Linked DNA regions of Mus musculus: all the other regions are linked to region 1. Evidence: chromatin contacts called from public HiChIP or PLAC-seq, capture Hi-C and promoter capture Hi-C data. All regions are on one chromosome and are shown on one strand. The core of a region is the stretch at or near the end of the contact, and the rest is flanking DNA. Distances in the headings are between cores, read along the strand shown. Region 1 holds the start of Thoc5 (THO complex 5). Region 2 holds the start of Pes1 (pescadillo ribosomal biogenesis factor 1). Region 3 holds the start of Pgam2 (phosphoglycerate mutase 2). Region 4 holds the start of Sec14l4 (SEC14-like lipid binding 4). Region 5 holds the start of Gal3st1 (galactose-3-O-sulfotransferase 1). Region 6 holds the start of Tcn2 (transcobalamin 2). Region 7 holds the start of Pold2 (polymerase (DNA directed), delta 2, regulatory subunit).

Region 1 (2,700 bases), core at 179-2,678:
GCATCATCGACTGCTCCTCCAGAGGATCCAGCTGCAATTCCCAACATCCACGTGGCAGCTCACAACTGACTGTAACTACAAGATCTAACACCTCACACGGACACGCACGCAGGCAAAACACCGATGTACATAAAATAAAAATAATTTAAAAAGAAATGGATTCTCTCTCAGAATCTTAGACAAGGAAACCAAGACAGAATTTATTAATAAATGTTTTCATCATACTATGTATACTATGCAGTTATATCAATATCATAAGACAAGTGGAAGCCATTTCCTATTTATGGCATGCAGACCAGACCCAAGTTTTCTTCTACCAAAGTAACTATAGGTTTAAAAAGTGACTGTGAAGTTGGGAATATTACTCAGCTGGTAGAGTGCTGGCCTAGCATACTCAAACGCCTGTGTTTGATCTCCTGGACTGCATAAAACTGTGTGGCGGGACATGCCTGCAATGAGAACAGGTCAGACTGAGAGCTGGCTGACGAGATGTTCCAGATCAGCTTTTGCTATATAATGTGTTCAAAAGTCAGTTTGGGCTACATAATAAAATCTCGTCTCCAAGAAAAAAGGGGGGAGGGGCGGATGGGCTGTGAGACAGGATAGTGGTAAATATCAGGAATCACAGAGCTTGAGTGACTGAGGCAGAGGGATCTTTACCAATGTGAAGCCAACCTGGACTACAGAAGCTGCCAGACAGACAGGACTATAGTGACTGCATTTAAAATCTTCATTAAAACGGAGCAGGTGGCACCTCTTCTTACTGCCCGAGCCCTTTGCAGTATAACTTAAGAAAAAAAATTCTTGTTTTCCTTTTCTTAGAAATTAAGATAAGCAAAATATTTAATGAAGCAAATACACTAAGTCCAGCCAGCTAGCTAGGAAATAGAGCGGACAACATAAAGAAAAGCCAAGCCAAGCTTCTTTGCCCTTGTAACGTCCGCACTTCGCGCTCTCAGCCTTTCTGCTCCAGCAATAAAAGCTCTTTTCTGCGACTCCTTGGAGTCTGGTGCGGCGCGACGATGGTAACGCCTCTCTCAGAGGACCGCAGGAGGCTGCCGGTGACAGGTAAACGAGTGGCGGACTCATCTGACAAAACCCACAAGGGTGGCACGGAAAACCCGGGAAAGCCAACCGCCACCCAGGAGCGTTTGCCACACGCCCAAGAGGACCATCGACGAGGGTCACCACCAGCAGCAGCACTCTCGGGAGACTACAATGGGGACAGAGGATGCTGCTCCGGTTAGTTCCTAGAAAACCGCCACGAGCCTGGGGGACCCCGACAGGTGAGGACCCCAGCCCGCGGACACGCTCCGTGCCGTCTGCACATCAAGCCCGGATCGCCCAGCGAGGACCTGCAGCCCCAGCCAGCAGCCCTCTACCCTCGCTCACCAGAATGCTCCTCACGCCTTCCAGCCGGGTAGCCACTTCCGGCTCGCGACCATAGAGAAGCGGAAGAAGAGAGCCACAGGCCGGAAGTGAGACACGAAGGCCAGATGCAGCTTGGGAAGCAAGGAAGGGGCGAGTCTAGTTCTATTAAGTTGGGAAACTGGGGCGATAATGTCCAAGTCTGTGCTTCGTGCCCCTTCACCGGAGTGTGAATTAGTGGGCCCTCCGCCGACTCACTCGAGTGAGTTTGTGGTATCTCAAGAAAGCACAAGTGTCGCTGTGCTATCATTTGAACAGGAGTGGATTTTGTCTTCTGACTTTGTTCAGGGCCTCACTACATAGCACACTTGCGGGTCTTGAACGCTATATAGATCAGGCTGGTCACTACGATCCGCCTGCATTGGACTCGCTGGACTTAGGCAGGTGTCACCATGCCTGACTCTTCTTTAAATTTTTGTTTTGTTTTTTTTAGATTTATTTATTTATTATATGTAAGTACATTGTAGCTGTCTTCAGACACTCCAGAAGAGGGAGTCAGATCTCTTTACGGATGGTTGTGAGCCACCATGTGGTTGCTGGGATTTGAACTCTGGACCTTCAGAAGAGCAGTCGGGTGCTCTTACCCACTGAGCCATCTCACCAGCCCTTGTTTTTGTTTTTTGAGACAGGGTTTCTCCGTATAGCCCTGGCTGTCCTGGAACTCACTTTGTAGACCAGGCTGGCCTCCAACTCAGAAATCTGCCTGCCTCTGCCTCCCAAGTGATGGGATTAAAGGCGTGTGCCACCACCGCCCCCCCCCCCCACTCTAACTTCTTGATACTATCGGAGTCACTACACCCAGAAAGGAACTGAGGCAGGGGCATAATCCTATATTACACCTGCTTCCTGCTTCACTGTTTTGTTTTGTTTTGATTTTTTATTTTCCCCCAAGACTCTAGTGCAGTACCTGTAAGCTTCAGATGTTTCCTATGCCTGGCATTTCTGGAGTAAATTCTGGTTGTCTGCAAACATGAACATTGAATACCTTGTGGCGCCGAAACAGCTCCTTTTCTTGCTCTGGGACGAAGATGAAGACGGTCTCCCTAAGAGATCAAAGCCAGTGTAACCCTCAGCCAACTGGAAGCTGCCCTGCCTTAGACAACTACTGAGATTCCTTGTAGATGAAGACAACACCACAACGTACAGTAAATATTTAATTTGGTTCCATCAACATTCTCCTGGATGGTAGCACAACCATGCTAAGCAGGGGTTCATGAGGTACCGGGGTCATTGAAGAGACCCCAGAATCACAACCTACTCCACAGACCTAGT
Region 2 (2,700 bases), core at 182-2,681, 930 kb after region 1:
TCATATACATAAAAATAAATAAAAAATAACTTTAAAAAAAGTAATTAAAAACAACAAAGCAGATTGTTACCAGAAACTTGCAAGTCAAAGGAAAGACTTGAGCCCATCTCATCTTCTTCATTCCTATCCCAAAGTTACTTCATACCCACAGTCTCCTTACAGAAGCAAGAATAACTCAGATCAAGTCACTTACTTTCTTTGTCTTCTCCACTCAGAATAAGTTCCAGCCTCACATGATACGGCCCCAGCCTCACCTAGACAGCACCTCACTTATTTACATCTCACAGCCATGCTACTGTCTGTCCAAAACCCTGCACACCACCTGCCTCTCTTTCCTACTGGCCGTGGAATTCACTTCTGTTTTCTCTGCTAAGCACTTCTGAATGAAAAAAGAAAAACAGCAAGCTTTCACATTAATTATGATTAAGAAGCTTAAACTTGGGAAACAAGGTTGCATAGGAAGAAGAAACTGTCTCTAATCTGAGACAACAGAGCTAAAACTGCACTGACTTCTGCTTTTAACCTGCTCACCCTTTCCCCTTTTCTAAAGAAAAAAAAAAAAAAGGTCATTTTCTCCCTTGAGAATTGAGCACCACCAATATCACACGGATAGCAAGTTCCATCTGCTAAAGATAAAACTATCATAACCAGAGCCTGTAAAGGAACAAAAGGGTCATCCTAAAATATAAGATTGTGACAACGCCTAACCCCATATAAACCATCAAACACAGAGACGGCTAAGAGACGGCTGGAAGCTACAGCTGCACGCTGATATTAGTCTCTCCTTTCTCTGAGTGCCGAGAATTCTCTTAGGGGAAGGTTGGGGACCATCCACACTTCCCAACATTTTCATGCCCCAGACTAAAGTGTTCTTTAAGTACTGATTTCCACTAAAATGCTACGTCAGAAGAGGACCTACAAGACAACACTAATCGGATTAAGCGCCTGTTGATACTCTCCACTCTACTGCTCCTCCCTCCCTCCCTTTCTCAGGAGCGCACTTAAAAACCCTTAGCCACTTTATCTGAAGTTGACACTGGGAAAGCGGGGCCGCATCTGACTGCTTACTTCTCAATTCCCAGTACCTAGGACCGGGCCTGGCTCAATTAAGAAAGTCCCAAGTCTTGATAATGAATTCTACGTCCCGTTGGTCACTGATCACTCTTTTGGCGGCTCCGCCTGTCTCCACAACTCCTTCCACAGAAAGCCCGTCACAGTTCTTCCCGGCTTCCAGGGGCCTACGTGCAGAAGGTTCGCTCCGGCGGCCGTCTCAAGACTTCTCGGTCCCCAGAGGCCAGGGAAAGTGATAAAGCCGGAGCTCCGACCTCCGCTGGAACTCACTCACCTTCTTCTTCTCCAGACCTCCCATAGCTCCACGTTGAGAAATTCAAGGCAGCCAGAACACCAGAGCTACTTCCTCCCGCACGTGCCCTGCCTAGGGCCCTGAAGGACCCCACGCCGCCAGCTGAGGGCTGTCTGAAAATATGCCTGTACAAATCCAGAGAAAGTTGTGCTTTTGGCGACCTCGTTATTTACAACCAAATTCTCTAAAGCTCAACAATTGTGGTAGTTCTTTCAGTTCTTTTCTTAGTTACCAAAATCTATAGACAAGCTTTAAAGCAACATGGAAATTTAGGCAGTTTTATAAGCACCCTAGACACGGTTGTTTGAGCACGCGAGCCCCAGTGCATTTTGGGATACAGCAGGACTGAAGGGATGGGAGACAGACAGCCCGGAGCCTTCTGGGATTCAGAGAGCTCTGTAGTTTGGCCTCTAATCCAGAGATCCGCCTGCCTCTGCCTCCAGAGTACTGGGATTAAAGATGTGTGTCACCACGCCTGGCTGATGTTTTCTTTAAAAACCAAACCAACCAAACAAACAAACAAAAACAGAAATGCTCACTAAACCTAAAGCTACTAGTTTTTGTAATGCTAGGCCAGTGAGTTTAAGGGAGTTCAATTGTCATGGCAACGGTTGCTAGGCGTTGTAAACCCAGCTGACCAGATTTTGCCTTGTTGACCTTAGATTCAGCTGCACCTAGTTTGTTCAAGTTAGAATAAAATAGAGCAAAGGCCGACCTTTGACCTCCCACGGACACGGAGAGGGTCTAAGGAACTGCTTATATTTGGGGAATGAGTTGAGGCAGAAGGGACGGATCTCTGTGAGTCCGAGGCTAAGTTCCAGGACAGCGAGGGTATTGAGTGACGCACTGTCGAAACAAAACAAAAATGAAAAGAAAGAAAAATAATGGAAGGCATAGCATGATGGTGGTGCCTGTAATCCCAGCACACAGGAGTCTGAGGCTGGGAGAGCACAAGTTTCAGGCCAGCCTGTGCTAGAGATAGTGTTTCAAAACAACAAAACCAAGAAAACAAAACAGGACTGAGGAGATGGCCCAGTGGACAGAATTCCTGACATGCAAGCATAAGGATATGGAGTTCAGATCTGCAACACACACATAAAAGTTGTGCGCACATTTAAAACATATCATTCCATCTATAAAGATAATTTTTAAACTTATGAGATCTGATGATAGGTTTAAGTCAGTCTTAAAGGTGGTAATTTCATGTTTATAAAAAAGTTAAAATTTATGACTTTTTTATCAATTTCCTTTAAATTTTATTACTTTTACTTCAAAATGTTAAAAAAATTCTTGGTTTTCTGCTTAAAGTCATGTATAGCTGAAATGTAACTTTGAAA
Region 3 (2,700 bases), core at 142-2,641, 910 kb before region 1:
GTGCCACCCCTGCCTGCCTTGGCCCTGTATTTTTAACCAGAGTTTATTAGCCACACCAGCCAGGTGTTGTAATGCAGATCCTTATAGACCTCTGTACCAGGTCAGCCTGGTCTACATAGCAAGTACCAGGCCAGCTAAAGCTGCATAGTGAGAGCCTGTCTTTAAAACAACACAGGGGGCTGGGCAGTGGTGGGGCACGCTTTTAATCCCAGCACTCGGGAGGCAGAGGCAGGCAGATTTCTGAGTTCGAGGCCAGCCTGGTCTACAAAGTGAGTTCCAGGACAGCCAGTGCTATACAGAGAAACCCTGTTTTGACCCCTCCCCCCCGCCAAAAAAAAAAAAAAAAAAAAAAAACAACATCAGAGGGGTGACAGTGGTGCATGTCTTTAATCCCAGCACTTGGGCAGGGGGTAGGATTAAAGGTGTGCACAACCAGGTTCTAAAATGTCTTTAAGTTTATTTTTAATTGTGGGTAGGAAATGTGCACATTAGTGCAGGTATACACTGAGACCAGACCTGTTGGATGCCCCTGGAGCTATAGTTGCAGGTAGTGGTGAGCTGCCCAATGTGGGTACTGGAGATTGTATCTGGGTCCTTTGGAAGTGCTCTTGAGGAGCCATCTCTCCAGTCCCTTAGGGTGTTCTGTTTTTTACTGGTACCTCAACCCAGTGTACCCTTCCTGTAGGGCTCCCAGCTCTGCCCTCAGTGTTCTTCTAGCTCACCTGAGTATCATCTGGGGAGCTGTCTCATCCTGTGCACCTCTCAAAGCAACTGCTCCTCATCCTCCATACTTAGTGGGGTGGGGGTATCTGCCTGGTAAAACGTGTGTGCTCACTCCGTCTCACCAACACAGCAACACAGACAATGCATGTACGCTGGGACAGGCACCTGGGCAGAGAACAATCACTGTTGCAGACACGCCTACTTATTTACTTACACACTGACCTCTTTGTATGGATATCTTATACATACCCTTGACCTTGACACTAGGCTAGACTTCTTCCTGAGATGCGCTTGTTCTTAATTGTATTAAGAGACTGAAGAGAGATTGCAGCTTGAGTCACACAATTCAACTCTGTCTTTAAACATATGTATATATCAGAAAAGGGCCTGGAATAGTTGTTTCTACCCGATCAGGAGAGGGCCAATTGTGATTGAAAGCTGCTGATGTCAAGAGTGTCTCCACATGGAGAACACCCCCAGGTTGACTCCTGCCCTTCACCCTGGTCCAGTTCTGCAGCCCCATGCGGCTTGTTACCAGGTGCCAGCTGGTTATGGGGCTTGTCATCTGAGCTGATGATTTTGTGAGACTATTTTTAAGTTCAGCTCCTTGGACTACACCCCACCCCCAGTTCTGCTACTGGTTGCCTGCCTCTGCCTGTATCTCCTGGAATGCTGATTGGCAGTTAGGGCTGGGGTGGGGGCTGGGAAAACTGTTATAAAGCCTAAAGGGCCAAGCAAGCAGCTGCCACCTAGAGTTCCTGTGTCCCCCGCCACCATGACCACCCACCGCCTAGTAATGGTTCGCCACGGTGAGAGCTTATGGAACCAAGAGAACCGTTTCTGTGGCTGGTTTGATGCAGAGCTGAGTGAGAAGGGAGCAGAGGAGGCCAAGCGGGGGGCCACCGCTATCAAAGATGCCAAGATAGAGTTTGACATCTGCTACACGTCGGTGCTGAAGCGGGCAATCCGCACCCTTTGGACCATCCTGGATGTTACGGACCAAATGTGGGTGCCCGTGGTGCGTACCTGGCGCCTCAATGAGCGGCACTATGGTGGCCTCACAGGCCTCAATAAGGCTGAGACGGCTGCAAAGCACGGGGAGGAGCAGGTGAAGATCTGGAGGCGTTCCTTTGACACCCCACCACCACCCATGGATGAGAAACACAACTACTACACCTCCATCAGCAAGGTGGGCCAGATGCCGGGAAGCTGGAAGGTTGGGAGCCCAGGGGGGAGGGCTACCCAGTAAACAAAAGCGAAATGTTCCTGTGCCCTTGTCCCCAGGACCGCCGCTATGCAGGCTTGAAGCCTGAGGAGCTGCCTACCTGTGAAAGTCTCAAGGACACCATTGCCCGGGCTTTGCCCTTCTGGAATGAGGAGATCGCACCTAAGATTAAGGCTGGCCAGAGAGTGCTTATTGCAGCCCATGGGAACAGCCTTCGGGGCATTGTGAAACATCTGGAAGGTGAGGCCTACTCTCAGGAAAGATGTGAGACAGAAACCACTGCGGTTCATTGGTTTCAGCTATTTTACAGATGTCAGGGTTTCAGAAGTTGATGGAGGCAGGAGTTTTGTAATACTTTGTGTTGTCCCATTTCCAGTTATGTAGTCAGCACAGACAGCATAGCTGAGGCACCCCACAGGAGCTGATCATAGGTAGAGCAGGCTTCTGGCACCCACTGGGGAAAGAGGTCAGAGCTCTGGCCATCAACGCCAAGTATTGGCTTCCTGCTGAATCAAGCCACTTGAGCTGTTATAAAACTCTTGCTCTCTCTCCTGGTGCTGCCTGCATTTCCTCTTTTTCTCTCAAGTCTATGTACAAAGTGCCTTGACTCTGAGGCCCCTTTGCCTCAGGTACAATACATAGTCCATCCACCCACACAGACCTGAACCATGTGTTCCCCCACCTCTCAGTCTTCTATAGGCTAAAAAAAGGCAGCAGAGTGCAGAAATATGGAGCTACTTAAAATCTTAGGC
Region 4 (2,700 bases), core at 35-2,534, 860 kb after region 1:
GGCCAGTGCCCTGTAAAAAACAAAGCTATACCTATCCTCCCCTCCAGGTGACTTCTAACTCAGCCTGGAGAGAAGCCACCTTACAGTGCCACACTGAAGACTGTGTGTCTGAAGTGTGACCACAGTGGCCCACCCTAGCTCAGGAGGACTCTGGAAGGAAGTGATCCGGGGCAAGGCAGTACAGAGCTCTGGGCCGTCCTTAGCCTCCCCCTCCTTCCTCCTTTCTCTTCCTATATGTTTTAACATAGCAAGCATTTGTTACTTTTAGTTAGTGGAGAAAGTAGGAGTGGCTGGTGGGGTTCTCTATCATAGTCCACTCCCAGAGACCATGTTTCCAGTTCCAAAAGAACTCAGGAGGCACCGGGTGCCTTCTGAGACCATCAGCCCTGGGAGTCTCATCAGAGGGTCCTTCCTGTTCCACTAAGGACCCCTTAATGGCTGAATCTCCAGGTCCCCTCCTTCACCCAGGATTCTCATGTCTCCCTGTAAGGTTCTTCCGCATGGGAGACACTACAAAACAAGCCGTTCATCTCTTGTTCCTTGAGACAGTGTCACTAAATTCAGGCTGGCCTTGAACCCACAATCTTCTGGTCTTTGTCTCGCAAGGCTTGGGATTCCAGACTTAAACACCTTCAGTACCTGTCACAATTCTTAAGCTTCCCCTTCAAACGAGGTTGAATGAGAACCTGGATGGGACTCCCCTTCCTCATAGCCTTTCCCTTCTCCAGGTACAGCCTGCAGGAGGCTCTCAAAAATCAGACCCCTAGCCCCTCTATTTCTCTGTCATAATTAAAAGTAAACAAGTAAGTCTGATAGGGAGAAGACTGGGAACCCGAGCAACAGAAACCAAACCAAACACTGTTGCAATCTGGCAGGGATCTCCTAATCTGCCTGGCAGAAGTCACTGGCCTGGGAACAGAGGCCAGGGATGGGTGGTGGGAGCTGTGCTGGAAGGCTAAACTTGCAAACACACACACGCACACGCACACACGCGCACGCACACACACCGGCAGTTGCTCAGAGGTAGAGAGAGGTCCTAGCCCAGGTGTGCGCGGGAGGCGCTGGCTTCGCCAACCAGTCCCTGCATAAAGCTGTAGCCAATGCGGGCCGCTTGGGTTCTGCTTGGCTCCCGTGCCTTCCCTCCCGCCTCACCCCTCACCCCTTACCCTGGCCAGAGCCTCCTGCTGCTGCGGGCTCAGGTCCCCGACTTGTCCTCTCATGGTGCTCTCTGCTAGGCCTCAGCTGCTGCCACCTTCACAGGGCTTTACTTAGCAGGTCTGCTGCTGATCCCGCCCCAAGGGAGGCCCGCCCCAAGGGAGAATCCCTGTTCCTGCCCCGCCCTACCCAGTGCTCCCCTGTTTTTGTTTTTCTTTTGTTTTGTCTGCCCCAGGTCATCAAGCCTACCTTAAGGGGACAGAGAGGTGACCAGATCTCAAGAGGTGTCCTGAGAGTCTGAGGTAGCAAGTGGCCCTCACCTCCAGGTCTTCACGCGCTTTCAGGGGGTGGGACTGTAGGTGTGTGGGGAGTGGGTGTTAAGAAAGTGCTCACCTAAGGACAGGTACGTGGAGCACACACTTCCGGAGCCAAGTGGGAGTTGAAAATGTCACCACTTCTGAGTCCTTTTGCCCAAGGAGAGCCCAGCCCCCCTCCCCCGACCTTGAACACAGGCTGCGCTCCACAAATGTTTGCTGGCCAGGAGAGCCCTTATTTGCCAAATGGCTCCAGACCTCTAGAAGTTAGGAGGGATTAGGTAAGACCATGTCTCCTGTGTTAGCAGAATGCCTGGCACGGCACACACAGTTTCAACACTCTATGAAGGCCGTCAGCTCAGGCGGGAACTACAGGATGGCCCAGGGGTGAGCCTCTGGGAGGTAGAGGGTGGGAGGCAGCCACACTGAGTAGGCTGACCTCTCTGGGTAGGATGAGAAAACACAGGCTGCCTTGGCATGAATTTTCTGCAAAGCAGGTGGCACCTGAGCAGGGAGGAGATAGTGAAACAGGCCACTGACACCTTTCCCCTCTGTCGTCCCATGGATCAAATTAAGTTTTAGGTAGGGGGTGACCAAGCAAGGGCTCACTGTCCTTTGGACTATTGTCTGTTGGAGATGTGGTTGGTCAGGAACAAGTATGGCCTGTGCTAGGTAGAAACGGCAAATCAGATTTCAATGACTTAGCACCAGAAACAGTAACTATTTTATTCAGTTTTCCTACTGATACATGTATGTTCATATTATAACTTCAGATATTCTGAAATATACAAAATACACTTTTAAAAAAAGACAGGGTTCTTACGTAGGCCAAGATGTTTCAGACTCACTGTGTAACCACGGAGAATCTTGAACTCTTGATCTTTCGGCTTCCACCTCCCCAGTGAAGGGATTACAGGCAGGGGCCATCAAGTCTGGTATTCTGGGTAATTTTATATAAACTTGACACAAGCTAAAGTTATCAGAAAGGAGGGAGCACCTTTGAGAAAGCCTCCATCAGATTAGGCTACTGGCAAATCTATAGAACATTTTCTTTTTCTTTTTTTCTTTTTTTGAGACAGGGTTTCTCTGTGTAGCCCTGGCTGTCCTAGAACTCACTTTGTAGACCAGGCTGGCCTCAAACTCAGAAATCTGCCTGCCTCTGCCTCCCGAGTGCTGGGATTAAAGGCATTACCACCATGCCCGGCAGGACATTTTCTTAATTAGTGATCGA
Region 5 (2,700 bases), core at 183-2,682, 910 kb after region 1:
CAAACCAAAGCAAGAAGCTTGCCCCAAGCCACTGAGGGGGCCTAGAGTCCCCCATTGCCATTGTCCTGTGAGTCACTGCTTTCCTGCAAGTGCTTGTTTGTTCTTCCTTGGAGCCCAGTGAGAGGCACTGTGAGTGACAGATTTATGAGAACTCAGCACAGAACCCAGGAAGCAAAAGAGATGCCCAGGAAGGCATCTTTCCTCCAGTTTGGGCAAGAGGACTTCTGGGTAGGGCTGGGATCCTGAGACAGGGACCAAAAAACAAAACAAAACAAAACAAAACAAAACAAACAAAAACGCACACTGTGGTTTGCAGTGAACTCAGCCATTTCCCAACGGTGTGACCTTCAGCAAGTCACTGACTCCTTGAGCCTCAGTATCTTCCCTCTAGATAAGTAGCAAGGAAGCCTGAAGGCACAGTGCAGATCAGCTCACCCCCTCCAGAGAGGAAGAGATTGAGTTCTGATCGGCTCTCCCTCCACACCCCTTTCCTCCTGAAGATTTCCAGGGCATCCTCACCCTCAGCCCAGTAACCTCTGGTGTCAGGTGTCAGTCCCTGCAGCCAGATGTGTGCCTGTCATCACAACCAGCTCAGGAAGGGGCGGGGCGGGGGGGGGTTAAAAAGAGAAGGCTCATGTTGGCCTCTCACTAAGGGAACAGACCAACCTGAGACCCCCTTATGGAGCACTGGTCCATGGCTCCGGAACCGTGTAGTTGTTGCATATAGGATCTTTCCTGTCCTAACTAGACAAGTCTGTCCTTGTCTCCTGGACTCACCTCCTTAGGGGCACACATATGAGAGGCCTTCCCCAAGCACAAGAGTCTGTCATTGCCCAAGGCCCCCCTCTCCCCGGTTTGTACTGTGACAGCCGCCTCTTCTGGGAACGCAGGTAAGGAGCGGGGAGATTCCTGCCTCCTTCTCCACTAGGGCCCAGGCCACAATGTCCAAGAGGATTAATTATTAACGAACTCACAGCACAACAGCTAACCTTCTGGAGCCCCACCCACCCCATTTTTAGGGACTCCGGGGGTCAGGGGAGGAGGGGCACCCAGAGCAGGGCAAGCAATCAGCCAGAGCCTGCAGGATACAGTGTTGGTGAAGCAGCTCTGCAGCATTTCTATATCCCTTGCTGGGCAAACACGATCCATCGATCCAGTAGGCAAGATGTTCAGGAAGTAGGCTGAGGCAGGGCACAGCCAGCGTGAGTACAAGACCTCCCGACATACCTTTGCCCTGTTCTCCTTGGGCTCCGGGTGGCAGGGGTCGGCCCCGGCCCCCGCCGCCGCCGTGGCGCTCACTGGGCGGCGGGGCGCACTCGCCGGGACCCGGCGCGCTGGCAGGCCTGGTCCATGCCCCCGCCCCGCCGCCGCAGCGGCTGCCGCACCCCGCTCTCAACACTCGCCAGGTGAGGCCAGCAGCCTGGCCCGGCCCCTGACGCCAGAGCCAATGGGCGCCACGGCCCCCTCCCCCCCCCCACCCCCTTCCCGTCCTCTCCCCTGCGCCGCCTGCCCAAGAGGCACAGAAGCTGTATTCAGCTCCCTGGGGCGCAATATTGCGCCCCCGCCTCCGGCCTAACAAGGACTATTTGTCTCCGATGGGCCAAGGGGTCCATTGTCCTACTGCCAGCCCAGAAGGGAATAGAGGGTGCCTGGGGCTTGGTGGTAGTGTTGGGGAAGGGAGCCTGGGCTCTGGAGAAAGGGGGCAGGACTAGTTGCCAGCCTTTTATGGACAGCACTGGAGCTCCTCAGAATCCAGTGGAACATAGGTCTTCCTAGCTCCCTCTGATGAGCCAGGAACACATTTGTGGTATCCAAGAAAAACAGGTGAAGAAGCGCCAGGATCCCTGGGCCGAGTCACTTACATGGTTCAGCTAACTTTCCTCTTGAGGATACCTCCTCTAGAGGTCTGGGCAAGTAAGTAGGGGCCTGTTTGAGTTCAGACTGTCCTTCATCCTAAAGGAAAACCAAGGATGGGAACTAATTTGGAATTAACCCCAGCTGTGGGCACTGCAGAACCAGCTGGCCATCGGGTGGCACATGGGCCACGTCAGAGTCCCACTACCCCCGACATTTCTAGGCAACCGTGGAATGGGGAAAATTCCACATCAGCCTGGCTGCCAGGCATTCTTCCATATCTAATGGGCTTGCTGCTCTTTGTCCTTGTGGGCCCTGAGTCACCTCCCAGGCTATAGGTTATGACTTTGAAACTCCTAACCCTTTGTTCCTGCCTCTTGAAACTGCCATGCCAGAACATGGCATCAGATAGAGCCCCCTCCCCCCATCCCACATATACAGTGAAGCCACCAGTTTGGGGGACCTTGGGGTCCACAAGCCAAAGCCTGCAAAACTCTTGCCTTCCTCTTCAGTTGAGGTGCAGCCATGGCAGCACAAAGTCCACATATGGGGCCAATACAAAACAGGTCTGTCAGGCTATCAGGTCCTTAGATTCAGGGAGGGCAAAGTCCAGCCTACCCTGTTTAGGGTATCACCGCCTCTGGGGAATGGCTATGGGAAAGATGTCCTGGGAAGGACTGAATGATCAGAACCCTGACCCTGTCATGATACATGGACAGTTCCAGGTAAGGACCATCATCAGAGGTACCTGGAGTGAGGGGACAGGTCCACAAAGGTCACAAGCTGAGATACCAGCAGTGACCTCACTTGGATGGAAAACTAGGCTATTGCTGCCCTTAGACCTCA
Region 6 (2,700 bases), core at 133-2,632, 960 kb after region 1:
CCAAAACAAAACAAAGACCTAGCCCATCAAAGTCCACAGTTCTGGGAAAGTCTGAATGTACTAACCTTGCTTTTTGGCTTCTCTAATTCCATTTCTGGCTAACTGTTTTTGTTAATTGAAATGTGTCAACCCAGGACATGGTTTTTGTGCTTCAAGGCTCACCCTGAGAAAGTCTAGGGACTACGCAGGGATCCCAGACACCCAGTGTAGTCAGTGCCGGCGAATAAGGACTTCTATTGGCTCAAACTCACATTCGAGCAGTCTTCTCTGGTGAGCACCCACAACACTGGAGCCTCTTCTCCCTGCAAAATGCACGTGCATGCGGACTTCCCGCCTTACTCCGAGCTAATTACTGCTTCTCCCTTCCCTGCCTCTCTCCTTCCTTCACTTCTTTCTTCCTTCTCCCCATCTTATGTCTCCCTGAGTTTTGAGATGAGGTCTCAGTAGCCCAGCCTGGCTTGGAACTTGGAATGATTCTCCTGCCTCAGTCTCCCACATTCTAGATATAGGTGTGCACCAAGAGCCATACTTGGCTCCCCACCGCCTCTTCTTCCAGCTTCTCTTCCTCCTTTTAAAGAGATAGGGTCTCATGGTTACTCAAGCTGGCTGCCAGTCAGTCCTACTTCAGTCTCCTGAGTGGCTGGGGCTAGAGGTGTGCACCCCACATGTGACCCCCGCATTATGATAGAGTCCTTTGTCTTTTTCAGTTTCTCTGACAACATGACCTAGGCCAGCAACAACACATGCATTACGTTAATTACTGCTAATTAATAACTGCTATCCAGGTCCATATATATCTGTGTTGGGTCTTAGCTTGTGATAATTACCCTGGCACAAAAATAGATTCTCTTGAAAGTGTGACCTTTGACAGTTTGCTATAAAAATAGTTGTAACAAACATCTCATTTGAAGATGACTAGAGGCATGTTACGGTCTCAACATCTTCACAAGTGGAACTGGGAAATTGCTGCTAGGATAATATTGTTTAACCCTCTCTCTCTCTCTCTCTCTCTCTCTCTCTCTCTCTCTCGAGAGAGAGAGAGAGAGAGAGAGAGAGAATAACTTGAAACTCAGAGAGGTCACCCATCGCTGCTAGATTCATCCTTCGAGTCTCCAGTGGGGCTGGGCAGATAAGCAATGTTTTTTTTCTGCCAAGATGTCTTTAAGCGACGTTCCTAGTTCAGGGCAAGTAGCCCTGCAGCCCTGCTCCCAAAGGTTTTGCAACTTGCTAGATTCACTTGTTCTTCAACTTTCGCTGTCGCCTCAAGGAAACCCAGGCTGTGTCTGGTTGATTGAGACTTGTTTGTCTGGGCCGGGTCCAGCAGCTGCCCCGCCTCCTTGGCAGAACAGCTGACGCCAGAGAGCTCCGTCACGTGATCACCACAGTTTCCCAGCTCTGACCCCGAGAGTCAAAGTAAGTACTTTCCAGGGACTCCTGTGAAGTGCACCCGGTAGGTACTCTAGTCCTGAATGTCTGCAGCCAGAGCAGCAACGGTGCGGGTGTGCAGGCAGGGGTGGGGTGTGTGTGTGTGGGCAGGGGGCTGGGATGTGCGGGGGGCGGGGGGGGGGGAGGGCGCGGGGCGGGTGTGCAAGCCGGGGCAGGGCGGACCCCGGCGAGCACTGTCAGATAGACTTGGGACAGATTAGGCACCAGGCTTTCTGTGCTGCTTCCGGGGTCTTTAAAGCGTTCGGGACAGATAAGGTTAGCTTTGAGTTGCCCCACGGAGTCCCTTTTTGTTCTCATCTGGAGGACAAGCAGCTCTGCCCTTCCTTCCTTCCTCTGTTCTTTGGCCTCCTGCCCCATAACAGACCTTTCCCCCTTTCTCTCTGCTGATTTAGCAGCGTGCTTCCGGCTGTTGGAAGGACAATTAATCAGTGAAGCTGCCTCTTCCTAAGCAAGACAACAGTTGCAGTCAGACAAGCCCTCAAGGTGAGACCCAGGAGTCTCCCACCTCCCACCTGTGCCTGCCATGGAGCTCCTGAAGGCGCTGCTGCTCCTTTCTGGAGTCTTTGGGGCTCTTGCTGAATTCTGTGGTAAGTAACCAACCCGTGTCTGGACCCTGGGGTGGGGGGAGAAGGGCAGGGGAGCGGGGATATATGTGTGTGTGTGGGGGGGGGCTGTCCTTGTCCATTGGGGAAATTGGAAACTGGAAGTGGGGGATGGAGAAACTTACCTGCCCCTCAGGTCTCCCACAGCAGTTTTTAACAGGACCTTAGTGCTTGGGCATGCTGAATGGACACGTGCCCCCTGTCCCCGACAGGGTCTCCCCAGTTCATCCAGCAGTTTGTTCATTTACTCGGTGCACATGGGGCCTCTCTGAGATAGGTTAATAGGCCCGGTGTTTAGTTTGGAGAAAGGGTCAGGAGTACACAAGACTTGTCCCAGCTCTCCTAGGGTTTATGCTCTATGAAAGGGGCAAAAGGGGTGCCAAATTGGGTTACCGTGAGTGATGCAAAACAAGTCACCCTGAGGCAACAATAGAAAGCCACGGGGGTCCGTCGAATCAAAGAGAAGGATGGGAAAGGATGTCCAAAGACTAGAAGGACTAGAAGGCTTTGGGAAGAAGTCCCAGAGGGAATGGATGGGGGGGGGGGGCGGCGGCAAACATTCCAGGTACTTGAAGGTTCTCCCTGACTGCTCCAGATAGTCATCCCAGGGCTATAGTCCTCCAGAGACCTCTTATAGATTCTAGGGACCTCT
Region 7 (2,700 bases), core at 177-2,676, 980 kb before region 1:
CACTGCATAAAACTCAGGGTAGTGGCACGTGCCTGTAACCCCAGCACTCCAGAGGTGTAGACAGAAAGATCAGGAGTTTAAGGCCCTGTTGCTACACCATGGAATATATTAGACCCGTCTCAAGGAAAAAGTAGAAATAAAGATATTCTGGGATAAAATTTGATGAGTCCATTTCCTTAGACATTTACTGTAAGGAATCCTAAGGAGAGTCCTGCAGACCAAAGGGAACAGCAACCAAAGAGTAAATGGAGAGCTCCAGTCAAGGGGCTGCACAACAACGAGCTCTGTGTCATTGTAACTTTGGATTTTAATTCTACAAAGTGGTTTCAAATCCATCAAATGGGGTTTGTTCCTGGAACACAAGAACGTTGCAACATAATCAAATATGCAACAGGCTACTTGAGACAGTAGGCAAAAATCCGCACTCAGCCCAGCTTACAAAGGAAAAAATACTCAACAAACTGAAACATTAAAAACAAATGATTTAGCCGGGGGTGGGGGTGCACGCCTTTAATCCCAGCACTTGGGAGGCAGAGGCAGAGGCAGGTGGATTTCTGAGTCCGAGGCCAGTCTGGTCTACAAAGTGAGTTCCAGGACAGCCAGGGCTATACAGAGAAACCCTGTCTCGGGGGGAAAAAAATGATTTAATTCATTATTAAAACAGGAACGAGGGAAACCTTGTCTCAAAAAGCAAAAACAAACAAAAACAGAAACAAGGGGCTGGAGAAAGCTCGGTTGAGAGCTCTTTCAGAATGGCTCACAACCATTTGTAATTCCAGTTCCAGGTGACACGGACGCTCTCTTCTCGCCTCCGAGGAGACTGACCTCACATGCGTGCAGGCAAAACACACCCACACACAAAACAAAACAAAATAAATTCAAAATAAAACAAAAAAACTTAGTAAGCCAGAAGAAACCTACCTTAAGTAATAAGTTTCAGACTGAGTAATTAGGCAATTTTAAAAAGGAGCAATGTTACCACTGAAGTCTGATGCACTTGCAGTCAGGGTGTCTTAGTGTGAATTCTAGCTTTTCTCACTAGCTGGGTCATTTTGCCTGTTTCCCTGCCTGTGAGATGGGAGAAATTGTTCATGCTTCCAAGGGAATCTGAGAAGTCAGGGTGAGAATCACAGCGCAGGATAGAGTGGGAGGGAAGCTTCAGCCACACAGGAGCCACCAGACCCCCAGCGCTCGGGGAGAGCAGCATGAGCCAGGCGCCCAGCCTCACTACGGCCCACGCTACCCAAGGAGTTCACCCGATGAGGCCCAGCCGCAAACACCGCATGCGCACAGGAAACCCAGTGCTAAGTGATGGGTTGTCCCGGGAACCGGAGGCGTGACTCCGCGTTTCCTCGGTCCAGAGGCGGGGCGCACGGGGATTGGCTGGATGAAGCGTGCAGCGATGGGCGGGATGGGGCGGGAGGCGATTGGCTGGATGCGCCGATGGGCGGGACGGGCGCGCAGAGATTGGCGGGATGCGGCGTGGCGCGGTGAGTGTGCTGCTGAGCGGGGTTAACGTGGGTCCTGGGTCAGACTTGGCGGTACCTGGACAGCGGGCCGGGGTCTTGAGGGTGCTTCGAACTGTAACATGGGCCCGAGCTGGGCGTGTCTGCTTCGGGGCAGGTCTCCCGTCGGGTCCGGCCTGGAGCACCGTGTGGGCCGCTGCCACCACCGTGCGTTTTTGGCTTACATCCAGTTTACATGTGCCCATTTGGCAAATTCATAGGGTCCGCTCCCTAAGCCAGAGCTGCGCATTAAAGAAAGCCGAACCAGCTAGGGGAATTTGAACTTTGTAATAGCTGTACCAAAAAAAAAAAAAAAAAAGTAAAATGAAAAAGAAAGCTGTGTTCAAAACTTCCGTTACTACATCCAGCCTGTTGTCGTCTCAACTACGCATGAAGAATATGTTGAGATACTTTATACTAAAGTCCGCTGTGCATCCATCCCCAAGCACATCTTAGTGGGAAGGGGTGCAATACAAGAAAACAAACCTCTGCGCTGCCGGAGCTTAGGCAACAGTTGGAGGAGGCAAAGTAAATGCTTGAGAGATGATAATGATGCAGACAGTTGAAGTAGCAATGCAGTCAATTAGATATGGGAAGGTGAGTTTTAAGGAAAGACTTGAAAGGGAAGAGCCAGTAAGCCTTGGGGAAAAGGAGAGGACCCAGCAGGAGTAGAGAGGCCTCTACTTGGAGCCCCTGCTGTGGAAGGGACACTTGGAAGGAGAAACAGATAGGAGGGGGGAGCTGTTCTTAGAGGCCCAGAGCTGATCTTACAGGTCGTGGTAAGAACTTGGGGTTTTATTTACTGAAAAGCAACCTTTGGGGGGTTTTGAGCAAAACAGGGGCAGCTTTATGCTTTATTTTTTATCACTAATTATATTATGACAGGCTTCTTCAGTGATGCCTGATAGCATCCCTAGAGGTAGCAGAGGTCCCAGGGAGCTGGGCAGAAGCAGATCAATAATTCCATTTGAGGGTATGCAGAATTTGAGACCCTGGTGATTGGGTAGAAATGTGGAGAGGAGGAGGTGATGAACAAGGTTTGGAACGAGCTCCAGGTTGTATCTGACTAGGTTATAGGATGACACCTCCGGACACATGTGTGCACATTGTGGACAGCGTGGTTGGGACACTAGGGGAGCTTTGGGTACAAGAAGGGATTGCAGGAATGCCTTTGTGTGTCTCTGCAGTGATAACT

Evidence for each region. Promoter capture Hi-C pulls out the DNA fragments that hold promoters and counts their contacts. HiChIP or PLAC-seq counts read pairs in DNA pulled down with a chosen protein or histone mark. Capture Hi-C pulls out chosen DNA fragments and counts their contacts.
Region 2: a contact with region 1 is called in a capture Hi-C map of macrophages, with 6 times the contacts expected there. The contact joins the promoter of Pes1 here to the promoter of Thoc5 in region 1. A contact is called at or near these places in 10 of 39 promoter capture datasets (the 3T3-L1 cell line, 3T3-L1-derived adipocytes, the C10 cell line and 5 more), 3 of 115 datasets of contacts at active chromatin or transcription factors (acute myeloid leukemia, embryonic stem cells and stem cell-derived neural progenitor cells) and 1 of 9 other capture datasets (macrophages).
Region 3: an H3K4me3 HiChIP or PLAC-seq map of bone marrow-derived macrophages shows a contact between it and region 1, with 3 times the contacts expected there. The contact joins the promoter of Pgam2 here to the promoter of Thoc5 in region 1. A contact is called at or near these places in 1 of 39 promoter capture datasets (liver) and 1 of 115 datasets of contacts at active chromatin or transcription factors (bone marrow-derived macrophages).
Region 4: a contact with region 1 is called in a promoter capture Hi-C map of liver, with 3 times the contacts expected there. The contact joins the promoter of Sec14l4 here to the promoter of Thoc5 in region 1. A contact is called at or near these places in 2 of 39 promoter capture datasets (both in liver) and 2 of 9 other capture datasets (adipose tissue and embryonic stem cells).
Region 5: a contact with region 1 is called in an HNF4G HiChIP or PLAC-seq map of pancreatic cancer cells. The contact joins the promoter of Gal3st1 here to the promoter of Thoc5 in region 1. A contact is called at or near these places in 6 of 39 promoter capture datasets (the 3T3-L1 cell line, the SN4741 cell line, hippocampal neurons and 2 more), 1 of 115 datasets of contacts at active chromatin or transcription factors (pancreatic cancer cells) and 1 of 9 other capture datasets (liver).
Region 6: a contact with region 1 is called in an H3K4me3 HiChIP or PLAC-seq map of bone marrow-derived macrophages, with 9 times the contacts expected there. The contact joins the promoter of Tcn2 here to the promoter of Thoc5 in region 1. A contact is called at or near these places in 2 of 39 promoter capture datasets (both in liver), 3 of 115 datasets of contacts at active chromatin or transcription factors (bone marrow-derived macrophages, kidney and pancreatic cancer cells) and 2 of 9 other capture datasets (adipose tissue and liver).
Region 7: a promoter capture Hi-C map of liver shows a contact between it and region 1, with 2.1 times the contacts expected there. The contact joins the promoter of Pold2 here to the promoter of Thoc5 in region 1. A contact is called at or near these places in 4 of 39 promoter capture datasets (the C10 cell line, liver and pre-B cells) and 1 of 115 datasets of contacts at active chromatin or transcription factors (bone marrow-derived macrophages).

Annotation. Positions count from the first base shown.
Region 1 is chr11:4,894,071-4,896,770 of GRCm38.p6, reverse strand. It overlaps Thoc5 (THO complex 5), which reads right to left and starts at 1,428. Exons shown (of 20, transcript NM_172438.3): 1 at 1,393-1,428. Nipsnap1 (nipsnap homolog 1) reads right to left here. Exons shown (of 10, transcript NM_008698.3): 10 at 2,570-2,700.
Region 2 is chr11:3,962,706-3,965,405 of GRCm38.p6, reverse strand. Pes1 (pescadillo ribosomal biogenesis factor 1) reads right to left here and starts at 1,431. Exons shown (of 15, transcript NM_022889.3): 1 at 1,346-1,431. The coding sequence starts at 1,369.
Region 3 is chr11:5,802,487-5,805,186 of GRCm38.p6, reverse strand. It overlaps Pgam2 (phosphoglycerate mutase 2), which reads left to right and starts at 1,391. Exons shown (of 3, transcript NM_018870.3): 1 at 1,391-1,912; 2 at 2,008-2,188. The coding sequence starts at 1,499.
Region 4 is chr11:4,030,366-4,033,065 of GRCm38.p6, reverse strand. Sec14l4 (SEC14-like lipid binding 4) reads right to left here and starts at 1,284. Exons shown (of 12, transcript NM_146013.1): 1 at 1,167-1,284. The coding sequence starts at 1,220.
Region 5 is chr11:3,982,368-3,985,067 of GRCm38.p6, reverse strand. Gal3st1 (galactose-3-O-sulfotransferase 1) reads right to left here and starts at 1,432. Exons shown (of 4, transcript NM_016922.3): 1 at 1,228-1,432; 2 at 1-127.
Region 6 is chr11:3,930,726-3,933,425 of GRCm38.p6, reverse strand. It overlaps Tcn2 (transcobalamin 2), which reads left to right and starts at 1,382. Exons shown (of 10, transcript NM_015749.3): 1 at 1,382-1,450; 2 at 1,839-2,033. The coding sequence starts at 1,970.
Region 7 is chr11:5,876,982-5,879,681 of GRCm38.p6, reverse strand. It overlaps Pold2 (polymerase (DNA directed), delta 2, regulatory subunit), which reads left to right and starts at 1,426. Exons shown (of 11, transcript NM_008894.2): 1 at 1,426-1,490; 2 at 2,693-2,700.